2 separate regions of the Oryctolagus cuniculus genome follow, and region 1 is linked to region 2. Evidence: chromatin contacts called from public Hi-C data. All regions are on one chromosome and are shown on one strand. Each heading gives the region's core, a stretch centred on a gene start, on an enhancer-like site or on the middle of the called end of the contact. The rest is flanking DNA. Distances are from core to core; before and after follow the strand shown.

Evidence for each region. A called contact is a pair of places that touch in the nucleus more often than the background predicts.
Region 1: a contact with region 2 is called in a Hi-C map of psoas muscle, with 8 times the contacts expected there. The contact joins two enhancer-like sites. A contact is called at or near these places in 3 of 6 Hi-C or Micro-C datasets (ear pinna, psoas muscle and an unstated tissue).

What each region holds. Positions count from the first base shown.
Region 1 is chr4:151,024,595-151,032,137 of mOryCun1.1, reverse strand. No RefSeq gene overlaps it. Among named protein-coding and RNA genes, the nearest start is that of EAF1, 27 kb to the left of the region's middle. Within about 2 kb of position 4,222, at least 1 of the 8 cell types and tissues checked has an H3K27ac peak or open chromatin away from gene starts, as enhancers often do.
Region 2 is chr4:150,930,993-150,938,462 of mOryCun1.1, reverse strand. SH3BP5 (SH3 domain binding protein 5) reads left to right here. Exons shown (of 9, transcript XM_008266026.4): 4 at 4,661-4,825. The coding sequence starts at 4,802. Among named protein-coding and RNA genes, the nearest start is that of SH3BP5, 45 kb to the left of the region's middle. Within about 2 kb of position 5,657, at least 2 of the 8 cell types and tissues checked have an H3K27ac peak or open chromatin away from gene starts, as enhancers often do.

The sequences.
Region 1 (7,543 bases), core at 2,973-5,472, 95 kb before region 2:
CCTGTCATTACTGTAAGTGTGCCTCCAGCTCACATAACCCCACTGACAATGGAGCCAAGTAGACGAAAATAACGCTCCTGGAGATGCTTTGCGCCTGAAGGATTCTTCTCTCTCCCTGTGTCCTCCCTCAGCTCGCGTGTGGCTCTCTCAGGACCAGGGTTGCACACGTACTGCTTTGGCTGTGTCTCTGCTCCAGGACCTGCCGGGCTCTCTGCCCGAGTCCTCAGACCCTCTGTGATTGGGCTTGTTCCCACCCGCGCTGTTTGCCCTGGCAGAGGGTACCCCCACCTCCATCTGTGCAGAGCAGCGTTCCTGGGAATTCAGTTGATGTCTAGTTTAGAGTTCCAATTTTGTTGCTGAGAGGGGCACAAATGGGCGTCCCAACCCCTGTCGTGCAGTGAGGCAGCCGTGGCCAGGGGTAAAGGATGTGGCTCAGGTCACACAGCAGGTGTGGTGGACTGTGGGGGAACCCCGTATTAATCTGCTGACTTGTTTCTCCAGTACTGCCATAGGGTGACTTTCACTATGAAATAAAAGCAGAGTGCTTGTGGTCAGCTCACAAGACTTGATCCGAAAGCTTGTATGTCTCCCTTTCTGCAGAAAGCTGTTGACGAGCACATAGGGGGGACTGCGCACACAGCAAGCTAGGGCACTGCCGCCCGAACCGCGCCTGGAGACAGGCACCCCAGAGGGACGGGCTGGTTCATAGTCTTCACAATCAAATAAATCCTCTTGGCTCCTGGGGAGAAGAGGGACAGGCAGAGGCGCTCGGAGCGTACTTGCTTGCTGACCTCACTCTGCCATCTGTCCTCAATTTCTTGGAGAGGTGCAGGAGGGAGCAGATCTTTTGCTGGTCTGTTGATTTGATTTTCTGTATCCTTTGGAGACTGGAAGATAGCTGTTCCAGATAAGAGCAAAACTGACAAGGGAGCTGGCACTGAGGCACAGTAGGTTAATCCTCTGCCTGTAGCACCAGCAGCCCATATGGGTGCCATTTCTAGTCCTGGCTGCTCCTTTTCCAGTCCAGCTCTCTGCTATGGCCTGGGAAAGCAGAAGATGACCAAGCCACTTTGGTCCCTGCACCCACATGGGAGACCCAGAAGAATCTCCTGGCTGCTGACTTCAGATTGGCCCAGCTCTGGTCATTGTGGCCATTTGGGGAGTGAACCAGTGGATAGAAGACCTTCCTCTCTGTTTCTCCCTCTCACTGTCTAACTCTACCTCTCAAATAAATAAAATCTTTAAAAAAAAAAAAAAAAAACTGGTGAGGAATAAAACAGAGCTTGTTTTTTCCTGAAATCCACTTGTGCAGCAGGTGGGAGGCTCTAGGCCTCAGAGTGACTGTTAGGGGAGAGCCAGGCCCAGCCCCAGGCTTCTCACGGTAGTCCAGGGCTCTTGCCTCTAAGCCTCCTCCGCCCACTGAATCCCAGGCCAGTGTCAGTCTGGGACACTGCCCAGCACCCTCCTCACAAGCCCTTCACCTGTGTCCCCAGCAGGTCTGATCCGCATCTGGGTTGTAGTGGCTGAGCCGGATGGAGACCATATTGAAAGTGGAAAGCAGCGAGCAGTTTAGTGTAATAGAAGAATGGCTTTGTTATCAAAAGAAAACCATTTGGAATTTTAAAAAACAGTTTATATTGTATTTATTGGAAAGGCAATCGCAGAGAGAGGAGAGAGAGAGAGAGAGATCTTGCATCCGCTGGTTAAGTCCCAAAATGGCCATAACAGCCGAGGCTGGGCCATGTAGAAGCCAGGAGCCCGGAGCTTTTTCTGAATCTTCCACGTGGGTGGCAGGGGCCCAAGCACTTGGGCCATCACCTGCTGCTTTCCCAGGCACATTAGCAGGGAGCTGGATGGAAGTAGAGCAGCCGTGTCTCAAATGGTGCCCATATGAGATGGTGGCGTCGCAAGCAGAGGCTGAACCTGCTACGCCATTTGGAATTCTGACCTCATCCTGTGACCTGTTTGAACCTCAGATTAAATTCCTCCTCTGGAAAATGGCTGTGGTTTTACTCTAAAAGTGTTCTTAGGATGACAGGGAAAACTATGTATAATGTGTGGCACCTAGTAACCTTGTAATATCCGTACAGTAACATTCCCTTCACTTTCTGGTAACATTTTGTTGAACTTTAGCATACATGCAGAGGGGCTTCCGCACAAGTTGTCTAGCTCAGTGACGTCACAGTGAAGACACCTGTGTAGCGAGCGTCCCAGCAGAGAGACAGGAGGACCAGTGTGCCAGAACCCCCTTTCCCGGCCCCTTCCAGTTGCCGTCTTCCCTCTCCTCTGCCACCAAGGTCACAAGTATTCTGCCTTCTAACACCATAATTTTTCTGCTTTCTGTCTTATTTTTAAATTCTCCCCCCCCCCCCAAAGAGTTTAAGAACAGCTTAGGCAAATAAATTACAAGATTTTAAGTAAGGAAATGAGAATAAAGGAAAAAAAAAAAAAAAAAAAACAAGTGGAGGCCAGGAATAAGGTCAGCAATAGACCATATTACAGGAGGTTGTCTGTACTTCAGGCAGATTGCAGGTTTGACTTGCAGTGGTCTCAGTACAGAGCGGGACACGGACTTGAGAGGAAGGCGAGGCAGCTGCTGGAGATCCGCAGACGCCTCCCCTCCAGCTCACAGCACTTTCACAGCGGCTTCACCAACAGTAAATGCAAGCATCCAGTGCTGTTTCTGAGAATGCCACTTAATCCAGATCAAACCCCCAGAGTGGGCCAGGCCTTGATCCGGTGGCGGGACGGAAGGGCGATAGGCTGGGTGGGTTTTAGAATTCCCAGGGTGGTGGGTGGCTGCCCCCCACCCCGCCCCGCAGTCCCCGTGAGTAGTGTTCTCAGTCACAGGTTTGATGTGAACTGAGGAACCAGGCGGTTAAGTGCCCCTCCCTGAGAAGTGCAGCTGTTGGCGGCTGCTGCAAGGCCAGACCATTGCCCAAGAGAGACAGGTAGGTGGGATTGGCTGGGAGAGAAGGCCAGGGGCCGACCAGGGGGTGGGGGGCACCTGTGAACCAAGCCAACGGTTTCCTCCAAAGACAGCTTGGAATGGCTGCCACCCATGGCCCAAGGTCTGGCCAGCAAAGAGGCTGCACAAGTTTTCCCTTGGAATATCCCGAGCTGCTTTTGTGGTGTGTCTGCCTCTGACGCTGAGCAAGGCAACCTCTCAGTGACCCCGCTTGAAGATGCTTTGATTGCGAAATACACTTGTTAAATGAAGAAGGTTACTGAGTCCTTCAGAGGCTTGGCGTGTGAGCCAGTGGATCGGTTTAGGAAACTCAGGCTTTCCTTAAAAAGGCTAAGCATAAAAAACAAACAAAAAACATGGCTTCAGTCCCACTACCCTAGGGCCCTTGTGTCCATTTCCCAGGTACACGTCCACTAATGCACCCCAAAATAAGAGCAGAGGAGGGGGCAAGTGTTGTGGCACAGCAGCGTAAGCTACCTCTGTGTCCTTATTGGAGAGCTTGTGCGAGTCCCAGCTATTCCGCTTCTGATCTAGCTCCCTGCTAATGAGCCTGGGAGGCAACAGAAGATGGCCCAAGTACTCGAGTTCCTGCTACTCCTGCAGGAGACCAGGATGAAGTTCTTGGGTTATGATTTCAGCCTGGCCCAGCCCCGGCTCTTGGCAGCTATTTGGGGAGTGAACCAGCAGATAGAAGGCATCTCTCTTTCTCTCTCTCTCTTTCTCTCTCTCTCTCCCTCCCCCCTTTCTTCTCTATCACTCTGCCTTTTAAATAAAGAAATCTATTTAAAAAAAAGGGGGTGGGGAGAGTCTATTCCCCCATAGTTTGTATGCCTGGGGACCAGGAAAGCAAATCTCTGGTTGGTTTAGTAGCAAAGCTCTGATGCTAATAGCTTTGGTGGAATTCTGTGGAGTGCGGAGTCAGCCGGCATTGCCTTGTCTTCCCAGAAAACAACCCTCAGAAAAGGCGTGAGCACTGATTAGCAGCACTATGAGCCCGGTGGAAGTATATGTATGCACGTTTATGTAGATGTCATATGCTATATAATATATATATACTTTGAGTTTTTGTTGCGTACAAAGATTGTATAGGTGATGTAGTAATAAATACACATTTCTGCACACACTCCATACGATAGCACTAATGAGACTTGGAGTGGCAATGTCTGGATTCAAGTCCATACGAGTCACCACTCCTCCGAGACCGAGACTCCAGTCCTTGTAGCTGGGGCTGCTGCCGGGATGAAACAGCATCACTCACTGGGAGAACTTCGTTTTCAGTGTCAGTCGGGTGCTAGTAATTTCTATTATTTTGTTTTCCTCAAGTATACGATCTTGTGATTGTCATTCTCTAACAGAGCGGAAACAACTCACAAGCTGTCATTCGTCCTGGCGGGGGCCTGGGGCTTGAACTCACCTCCACAAGGGGGCGCTAGAGGCCAAATATTCCCATTGGCCTTCCATTAAATGACAACTTTTTTGTCATTGAAGAGGGAGGAAAATACTGCTACAAATGTGTTTTGTAGGTCAACTTTGGCTCGTAAGATCCATTTTTGCTCCCTTGGATAAGCAAGCGAGGGTGGTTTGCACCCAGCATTTCACCTTACTTTCCCTACGCAGGCGGCCTGTGTGCGCTCAATGGCAGGCAGCATTCTGAGCAGCCTCTGAGTGGGAAGGTGACTGCGAGGCGCCAGGCACGTCAGGGAATAGAAATGAGTATGTCCGGGACGCCAGCAAGGACGTTGTTGCCCTGTGGATAGATAACATCTGCTGGCCTCTCGCTTATTCCGAAATGGTTCTGAGGACTCGTTTTGACTGTCGTTCGGGACTCAGAGCCACAGAGGGGGCTGCAGCATGGCTACTTGTCTGCCGCCCCGTTGTCCTGAGCTGTCTTTGCTAGCATTTGGGTCCTATTTCATGGCCGCCTACCAGGGAAGAGAAATGTGAAGTCAATCTAGTGAACCCGGAAGGTGTTCCGTGGAATCGTATTTTCTGTTGGGAAGTATTTCCGGTAAATTTAAATAAGGTTCAGCTCCCGAAGCCAGCTGTCTCTTCTCTTCTCCTTTATGTGTTTCTCAAGTGTGTGACGTTTCATCAAATAGCGTTCGGGTGGGCCGGGGGCAGCCGAGGACACCTGGAGACCAGGGTTGGGAGGGGGACAGTGAGGGCGCAGTGCAGAGGTGGGGCCGTCCCCCCAGCACTTCCCGGAGAGGAGGCCACACACACACACTCAGGACAACAGAGCAAGGAGAAAGAGGAAGAGAGGGGCCACCAGACTTGCGGGGGCCGCTGTCACCAGCGTGTGGAAAGAATCTTCCACGCCTACACAGTGGAGGTCCCACGTGCTGTGGTCTGGGGCGCGGCCGGGGAAGTGGAGACCCGCCCTAGCTCCTCTAAAATACCTTGCAAAGCTCATCCAGATCTGTAAGAGAAATACCACGAATGGCAAACATGAAACCATTCCACGGGACATACAACTGCTAACAAAAATGTCAATTCTAATAAGAAATAAATTATTATATTAAATAAAATGATTATAAATGAAGGTGAGACTCCCTTTTATGCCTATCAGACTAAGAGAGTTGGGAAAATAAAATAGTGCTAGTGCAAGAGGGACTGATACAGAAAGTATGCTTTTTCTGAAATAGCATTGTCTACTAGAACTTTCTGGAGCAATGAAAATGTTCTCTGTCTGGGCCCATGCTGGGCATAGCAGGCTAAGCCTCTGCCTGGAATGCTAGCAAACCATATGGGCGCCAGTTCTGGTCCTGGCTGCTCCTCTTCTGATCTAGCTCCCTGCTATGGCCTGGGAAAACACTGGAAGATGGCCCAAGTGCTTGGGCCCCTGCACTCACATAGGAGACCTGGAAGAAGCTCCTGGTCCCTGGTTTCAGATCTGCTCAGCTCCACCCATTGCAGCCACTGGGGGAGAGAGCCAGTGGATGGAAGACCTTTCACTGTCTCTCCCACTCTCTATGTAACTCTGCCTCTCAAATAAATTAATCTAAAAAAAAAAAAGTTCTCTATCTTCATTGCCCAGTGTGGTACCCTTTAGCCACGTGGCTAGTAACAACAGGCTAGGACAACAAAGAAATTGATTTTTTTTATATTGCTTTTAAATTTACATGCAAATAGCCCCATGTGGCTGATGGCCACCATACTGGACAGCACAGGTCTAAAACACAAATAGATATTGTGTGTCAGACCCCTTAAATCTATTTACAAGCTTTGATCTGGAATGTTTTGGAATTCAGATTAAGGAAATAGAGGAGTTTTTGTGAAGATTTTCAGCACTGTGCTGTTTGCAATAGCTTAAATAGCTTAAATGTCTAAAAGTAGGAGATTGGTTATATACCTAGTAGCACAATAAGTAAATCTCTCATCCTTAGCAACAAGAAAATGTTCATGATCTAAGGTACGTAAACAGAAATCTAAGGCTGGAGGTAAGTATAGTTTCAATAATGTTTAAAAAGAAATATAAAAAGTAGGGGCTGGTGCTGTGGTTCAGTGAGGTAAAGCCCCAGCCTGCAGTGCTGGCATCCCATATGGCCCCCGGTTCAAGTCCCGGCTGCTTCTCTTCCGATCCAGCTCTCTGCTGTGGCCTGGGAAAGCAGTGGAGGATGGACCAAGTTTTCGGGCCCTGCACCCGTGTGGGAGACCTGGAGGAAGCACCTGGCTCCTGGCTTCGGATCGGCACAGCCCCAGCCATTGTGGCCAATTGGGGAGTGAACCAGCAAATGGAAGACCTCTCTCTCTCTGTGCCTCTCTGTCTCTCTGACTCTCTCTCTGTAACTCTGACTTTCAAATAAATAAATAAATAAATAATTTAAATAAATAAAGAAATAATTATAAAAGGGTAGGGAGCTGATTATTTGGTATGTGTGGAGGGGGGGAATGGGTAGCTCACACAGAACAAGGCACCAATCCAGAATATTTTGGGGTATTTTTTTTTTTTAAATTTTTGACAGGCAGAGTGGATAGTGAGAGAGAGAGAGAGAGAGAGAGAGAGAGAGAAAGGTCTTCCTTTCGCCGTTGGTTCACCCTCCAATGGCCGCCGCGGCCGGCGCATCGCGCTGATCTGAAGCCAGGAGCCAGTGCTTCTCCTGGTCTCTCATGCGGGTGCAGGGCCCAAGGACTTGGGCCATCCTCCACTGCACTCCCTGGCCACAGCAGAGAGCTGGCCTGGAAGAGGGGCAACCGGGACAGAATCCGGCACACCGATCGGGACTAGAACCTGGTGTGCCGGTGCCACAAGGCAGAGGATTAGCCTATTCAGCCGCGGCGCCGGCCTATTTTGGGTATTTCTTTAAGAGTTCTTGAATTGTATCTGGTAATTTTTTCTAAAGATTTGTTTATTTATTTCAAAAAACAGATACAGAGAAGAAAGAAAAAGAGAGAAAGATCTTCCATCCACTGGTTTACTCCCCAGATGGCTGCAACAGCCAGGGCTGGGTCAGGCCAAAACCAAGAGCCAGGAGCTTCACCTGGATCTCCCACTGGGTGCAGGGACCCCGACACTTTGAGCCTTCTGCTGCTTTCCTAGGTGCACAAGCAGGGAGCTGAACTGGAAGTGGAGCC
Region 2 (7,470 bases), core at 4,408-6,907:
GGGCCATCTTCTGCTGCTTTCCCAGGTGCCTTAGCCGGGAGCTGGATTGGAAGTGGAGCAGGCAGGACTCAAACTGGCGCCCATATGGGCTGCCAGCATTATGTGCACTGGCTCATTAATGCCCTGTGCCACAACACCGGCCCAGTCATAATTCTTAAATATCGTCTAGTTCTTTTTCAGATTTCCCCAGCCGTTTCAAATATGTGCCGTCTTAGGATTGGTTTAAAGCAAGCCACTGGAAGCAGCTGCTTTGTTGTGGTTTGCTCAGGAGCAGGGGCTGCCTCCTGCTCCTCCCACTGTTACTCCTTAACCCAGTGGCATGGCGTGGAGTATAAAGAACTGAATGGTAGATCACCAGCGAAGGGATAGCTGATTAAGACACGCACCAGGAAGCAGTTTTAGAAACTTTTTATTGTGGAAAACTTGCAAGCATACAGTGATGTTGCAAAAGCAAAGTCATTCGATGGTTCCACGGCCCACTGCCCGTGGCTGCTGACCACCGCTGTGATTCTTTGTGTGCAGCCCCTGGGGGACCACAGGCCTTGGCATTCCAGTCTGCGGAGGTGAGTGACTTGTTCAAGGTCATGGACCCACGACAATGGCCATTGTTGTTGGTGCCAGGAATGTGCCCTGTTCCTCCTGCGGCCTCACAGTGGCCCGATTGTCCTGGGCAGTCAATGCCAGTTCTGTCCAAGGCGTTGGAATGTTTGCTTTGTTGCCACTTGTTAAGAGCTGGGGTCCTGGGCCTTGGAGAGCTATGGAGAACCATCCGTGTGGTGCTGGTGGGACCATCTCTGGACGGCTGTCCCTGCAAGTGTTGGTAGCTGTGCTGCTGATGCCCAGGTAGCCAGGGCTGGGCCTGTCGAGGCAGAAGCGGAGCACGGGAATGACCTGGCTCCTCCACCTCCCGGCGCTGGGCTCAGAGCTCTGCGGGGCGTCTTGTGCCGGCCGGGTCTCGTCTGCTGAGGCAGGAAGATGTTATTTCTAGAGCTGGGACCCCCGGTTCTTTGCACAGCCCACTCCTGGGCCCCTTTTCTCAGGGGAAGCCAGCAGCTACTCATTAACTGCCGAGGACTGTCACGGGCACAGCTCCAGAGCGGGCGCTTCCTGCCACGGGTGGCGTCCGTCCTGCTGTGCCCGCCCTCAGATCGTCGGGCGGTGACCAGGCCACTTTCCGTGGCCCGGGTCTGTGTGTTGTGCATCGCAGTGGAAGGGTGTAGAGGCTTCCCTCATGGATGTGTCTTGCACACCTTGCAGGTGCTGCTGTGTCCTGGGGGTGCTGTGGAGATGGCAGGCGTGTGAGTGGCAGCGCAGGGAGGAAGGGACAGACCCGCCCCAGCAGGGGACCCTGAGTTTTTGTTTCCGTGATAAAATGGCTGATGCACATTGTTTCTCTGTCCTTGAGTTCTGTGGGCTGGGGGTCTAGGTGTGGCGGTGAGCCCCGTCTGTGAGTGTGGCGCCCCCACCCCCCAACATCGGCAGTTCTGTGTGGGTGAGGGGGGATGCTGCTGTGGTGCCGGCAGCACCGTGGGGAGAGCAGGAGGAAGCCCGCAGCAAGGCGCCTCCTCTGCCCAGGGTGGGTGACTGCAGTGCCCCTGCAGTGACAGGAGGGCTGTGACCTGGGGCGTGCTGGTTCCGGGGGCCTGCTGTGTGGTTGGCAGGCCATGAGCCGCCATGACTGAGAAGGGTATAGAAGTGTGGGAGGCGGGCCGGCGCCGTGGCTCACTTGGTTAATCCTCCACCTGTGGTGCCGGCATCCCATATGGGTGCTGGTTCTAGTTCCGGCTGTCCCTCTTCCAATCCAGCTCTCTGCTGTGGCCCAGGAGGGCAGTGGAGGATAAAAAAAAGTGTGGGAGGGTTCACAGGTATTGGCACAAAACCTTGGCCCCTCCTGCTTCGCAGCTCTTTTTTTTTTTTTTTTTTTTTTTAATTTACTTGAAAGAGTTACAGAGAGACAGAGGCAGAGAGAGAGAGAGAGAGAGGTCTTCTACCTACTGGTTCACTCCTCCGATGGCTGCAGCAGCTAGAGCTGTGCTGATCTGAAGCCAGGAGCCAGGAGCTTCTTCCCAGTTTGCCATGTGGGTGCAGGGCCCAAGCACTTGGGCCATCCTCTACTGCTTTCCCAGGCCATAGCAGAGAGCTGGATCGAAGTGGAGCAGCTCAGACCCAAACCAGTGCCCATATGGGATGCGGGCACTGCAGGTGGCGGCTTTACCCTCTACACCACAGCGCTGGCCCCTTGCTTGGCAGTTCTTGAACTGGGGAGACGCTCTGGGGTGGCACACAATGCCCGGTCGTTGCGGCCATTTGTGGAGTGAACCAGTGGATGGAAGCTCTCTCTGTCTCCACCACCCTTTGCTATAGTGCTGCCTTTCAAATAAATAAATGAATGAATCCTTACAAAAAAGATGTGTCATGCACGGCCGCCTGGGCCGAGCCATGTCTCCCCCGCCTCCGTGGAGTCTGGGAGTCATCTTCTTGGGAGGAGCTATGGGAAGTGCCAGGCTGCGGTGTGGCCGCCGCTGTGTTGGGGACATCCCTGCAAGGGCATCTCTACTTGCTTGAACAGAGAATAGGTTCATAATTAGGGAGGATTGCAGCGAGATGTCCTGTGAGTGTCCTGGCAGGTACAGCGTCCTCCTGTGTCTCCTGGTGTTGGTTTGCAGTGTGGTGAGGGGGGCGGGGTGGGTCTTGCCGGCCACGTTGCTCCTCAGTGGGTTGATCAGCTCCAGGGAGGTAGTGTGGCTGAGCACGCCTGAGTGGGCGTGGGTGACTTGGCTGGTCCCAGGGCCGCAGGGTGGGGCCGCGGCAGGCAGGTTCCTCATCAAAGGTGTTGCCTGGCCTTCCTTGTGAGCCGAGGCCGCAAGAGCTCTTAGAGATCCTCTTCTCAGGGCACTGGGTTCCTCCCGGCTTGGCCTGCGCTGGCCCTTGCCTGTCTCTGTGTCACCCTCTCCTTTGTCCTCGGCCAGGACCCCTGCAGCTCGCCCTGCAGGAAGTCATTTCTCCTTGGAGTTCCCTGTGGACTCCCTGCAGGCTGCGGAGTCCACCTTGGGCTGCTTCCTGGCGGAGCCCCCCTGGGGCCCCTCCCCCTCCCCTTTTGCCCTGGGGCGGGGTGGGGGTGGGGAGCTGGCGTGCTCCCAAGCCTCAGGTTCTCCTTTTCCCCTTCATCTTCTTCACAAGCGCCCTCAGCCTGCGGTTTCTGAACACTTCCTCTAAGTCATGTGAGAGTCACTCCCGGGCAGGGTGGGGCCCTGCTGGTCCTTCTCCCTTCTGAGCCCCAGGGGGCTGCCCCCTGGGTGTCCCAGCAGGGCCTCTGTCAGCCTAGGGGGACCCTGCGGTGGCCGACCCTTGGCCGTGGCCTGCGGGGGCTTTGGCGGGTGAACGGGATGTTTGGCAGCTGATTTCAGACACATTCACACTGCTGTAGTCATAGCCACGCGGCCTGTTCTTTGGGAAGCATTTCCCCCATCCTAGAGAAATGCAGTGTGCGTCTGCTACGTATTTTACATTTCCCAGTAGACAGAGTGGGGGAAAAAAAAGGGGGGGGGCAGCACCATAGGTTAATCCTCCGCCTGCGGCACTGGCATCCCATATGGGCGCCGGGTTCTAGTCCCAGTTGCTCCTCTTCCAGGCCAGCTCTCTGCTGTGGCCCGGGAGTGCAGTGGAGGATGGCCCAAGTGCTTGGGCGCCTGCACCCGCGTGGGAGACCAGGAGGAGGCACCTGGCTCCTGGCTTCGGATCGGCGCAGCGCGCCGGCCGTAGCAGCCATTTAGGGAGTGAACCAACGGAAGGAAGACCTTTCTCTCTGTCTCTCTCTCTCACTGTCTATAACTCTACCTGTCAAATAAATTTTAAAAAAGGAAACAAATGACCTTAATTTGAATGTATTTTACTTGGCCTCCCTATATCCCAGATGTTTCATCGTGTACTAAGTGCACAAATCACCCAGGGGCTGTTTTGTAGAGAGTCTTTAAAAATTAGGCGTGTTTTGTGCTCCACAGCGGATTAATACCATTTCAGATGCTCAGGAGCCCCCACGGGCTGGTGGGGCTGAGCTCTTACAGGTAGGCCCTTCCCTTGTCGCTGGTGTCCGTGAGTGTGACTGCAGTGGGGGGCTGTGTGGCAGAGCCACAGTGCTGGCCTGGGGACCGTGCTGCCAGCAGTCTGCCCCCAGCTCCCCGTTAACCAGCCCTGTGACCCTGGGTGGCCCGTGCTCCCTTGGGATCCTGCTCCCGTGGGGCCTCTCTGGTTCTGACATGCCCACAGTTGAGCCACAGGCCTGGGCAGGGAAGGTATTGGGCACCACCGTGTCCACCTTGGCCTTAGGAATCTCCCGGAGCGTGTGACCACAGCTGGGTGCACCTGTCTGCCACTGACTGAGGGCCCATGTGTTTCTTCTGATCCTTTGGGTCCTGCATTGGGAAAAGTACCCGTTCAGCGAGTCGGCACCCGCTCCTCGTCGGGCGACTGTTGTCCTGTCTGGCGTTTCCAAGGCCTTGGGGTACCTCGCCTGTCCCAGAGTGGGAGAGGCAGAGCTGGACGGGGCACATCCTGGCTCTCAGGGTGCTCGTTTCCTTGGGGGTGGGGGTCGGGGTGGGGGAGAGCGTGACAGGCCATGGGGAGCCCCTGTCACTTCTTACGGGGGTGCTTTGTCACGCAGGCTCAGCTGGAAGCCCAGAAGGCCACACAGGACTTCCAGAGGGCCACGGAGGTGCTGCGTGCCGCCAAGGAGACCATCTCGCTGGCCGAGCAGCGGCTGCTGGAGGATGACAAGCGACAGTTCGACTCCGCCTGGCAGGAGATGCTGAACCACGCCACCCAGAGGGTAGGAGCCGCCCTGGGCTGCGGCTGCGCCCGCGCTGCACTGCGCATGCGCTGCGTTCCCCCAGGTGTCCATAGTCTCTCTCCAGAGGTCAGCTTATCTTCAGGTGGTCCCAGCCTGGTGCCAGGTCCCACTCGGGTCACTGCTCCCCCGCTCAGGGCCGCTTGGAGGTCAGCCTGGTAGAGCTCATCCCTGAAGGTCTTGACCGTGGACTTGGGCACCTCAGGGGGACCAGGTAGTTTTCCACAGTCCATTCCCACGGAGCCCCAGCAGAGGGCCGTGCCCGGGTGTGGAGTTCCAAGTGGACGTCTCAACCGCGCTGGACCTGGGCTCGGCGGTGGTGCTGTTGGTGGAAGGCGGGGGTCGTGGTGGATTAGACCAGAGTTCAGGGGGCCTGGTGAGGCTGGGATTCGAGGAGCCAGCCTGTGTGGAGGAAGCGGGCTGTGTCTGATCTTCAGTCCTTGACTGGCTTGGTTTTCTGCTGTTATTCTGGGGCTCCTGTCTGGCCAGGTGGCTCCACGTGGGAAGTGGTAGAACTCTGGTCCGCTGGGGCTGCTGTAACTGATGGACCGTAAACCCAGTGGTTTATAAGCCCCAGAAAAGTGCACCCCCCAGTTCCTGAGAACGAGGCGCCGGCAGGTGTGTCTACAGAGGGCTCATCTCCCGGCTCGTGGTGGCACGGGGCACAGAGCTCTCTTGGGTCTCTGTCATAAAGGCACCAGTACTGTTAACAGAGGCTTTACACTGTGAGCTGATCAGCCCAAAGGCCCCACCCCCTAAGGCCACCACGCCAGGGATCAGGTTTCAGCACAGGACTTGGGGGCTGGGGGACAGGTAGGGATGACAGCGGGACCTGGGCAGGGGCAGGTAGAGAGGACAGTTTGGCTGCGCGGGACCTGGGCACTCCTGCCTGCCTCTGCTGGGCTTCTATGCTGCCCAGAATGGGGGCCTCCTGGGTTCCTCCCTCCTGTTCCTGCTGACCTTCAGCGCCAGCCTGGGCCCGGCCTCCCCCCCCCACCCCCACCCCCCAACTGGCTGACTGCAGGGTGGCCAGGGAGCTTCGCTCCGGGGGCGTCAGACCACAGCTCTGGCCCAGGCCGGGGTCAGGGAGGCAGGGTCAGGTCACGGTGCTGAGCTGTGGCTCCCGAGGCTGCCAGGGGACTGGAATAGAAAGGCGGGAGGGGTGCCAGCAGCCTCTCCCCTTTCAGTGTCGCACGGATAGGGGCCCGCGCTTCCTTAAATAGAAAGCCAGGGTCAGATCCTTGACCACCTCCCCGCGGGTCTGCCCAGGAGCTGGCTCTGTGTGAGTCTTCTGCCCCCCAGTGGGCCTGATGCTCACAGCTGAGTCCAGGCTGGGACCGCTTTTTGGGGGTCAGTCGGGGAAGCCAAAGGGGAGGGTGGAAATCTTGGAGATTGACAAGCCAGAGAGGTTTGAAATGGACACCCCGTCATTCCACTCCCCGTGCCTGCCCTCCCTGCACTAAGAGAACCCAGCCATCAGCTGTCCTCAAAGCCTCCCTCCACCCCTGCTGGAGCTCTGGGTCGGCCTGTAAGAAATTATTCCATGTGTTCTTTAAAAGACGAGCAAAGCTTAAAAACAAACAAACAAACAAACAAAAAACACCGAGCAAAGCATGCATCTGCTTTGAATGTCACTTTACAAAATTAAAATTATTTTTTCCAAACATTTGTTTCGTATGAGAGACTCACAAAGAAATCTCCCATCTGCTGGTTCATTCCCCAGATACCCACAATGGCCGAGGCTGGGCTAGGGCCAAAGCTGGGAGCCCAGAAGTCCATCCGGGTCTCCCTGGGGTCTCCAACCGGGGACCCAGTTGCTGGAGCCGTCCGGGCTCTGCCCTGGCAGAGGCTGGAGTCAGAAGCCAGAGCGGGAATCAGACTGGGGCACTCAGCTGCAGGATGTTGGGTGTCTTAACTGCTAGGCCAAATGCTCAGCCCTGCACTGATTATCTAGTTTCCCAGTTTTGAGGCCCTAGTGGCGGGGGGGAGTGTGCCCAAGGAGAGGTGCTTCCGGACTTCCACACTGCACACTTTGAGCAGGGGGCACTGTTCACAGCAGTCTTGGGGAAAGTCGCTCTCTGCAGTTGTGCAGTGCACACACCTGGAGCTGTACGAGATGTCCTGGCACCTCCTGAGGTCACGCAGGGCTCCACAGTGGCCCTGGAGGCTCAGGGGATGTGTGCCTTCTCCATGGCTTCCTTAGGGAAGGGCCCAGTCGTTCCGTGTCCTTGGCCATGGGGGACACCTCTGCAGATGAGAGGGCCAGGGCCAGGGCCAGGGCCAGGGTCAGGCTTTCCACCTTGGGGTTGGCGTTTCTCATTTCCTTCACGGTTGCATAGTCTGACTGCTTCTCCCTGAACTGACGGATTCAAAACTGACGCCAGCAAGAGGCAGCCTGAATGCAGCCTGCAGGGCAAGCTCTCTGGACGTGAGGGTGCCACAGAGCTGCATGCTCCCTGCAGGCCAGACGCCTGGCTTTGCGGTTGTGCTGCTGACCGGGAACCCATCTCTGGGATCCCGTCTCCCCAGAAGGGGGCTCATGTTGACCACCGCAGAGCCTCACGGGCCTGGGCGCTCATCCTGCCGAGGGACACTGCTTGTCTGACTTAATCCTCCGGGAAGCCTGC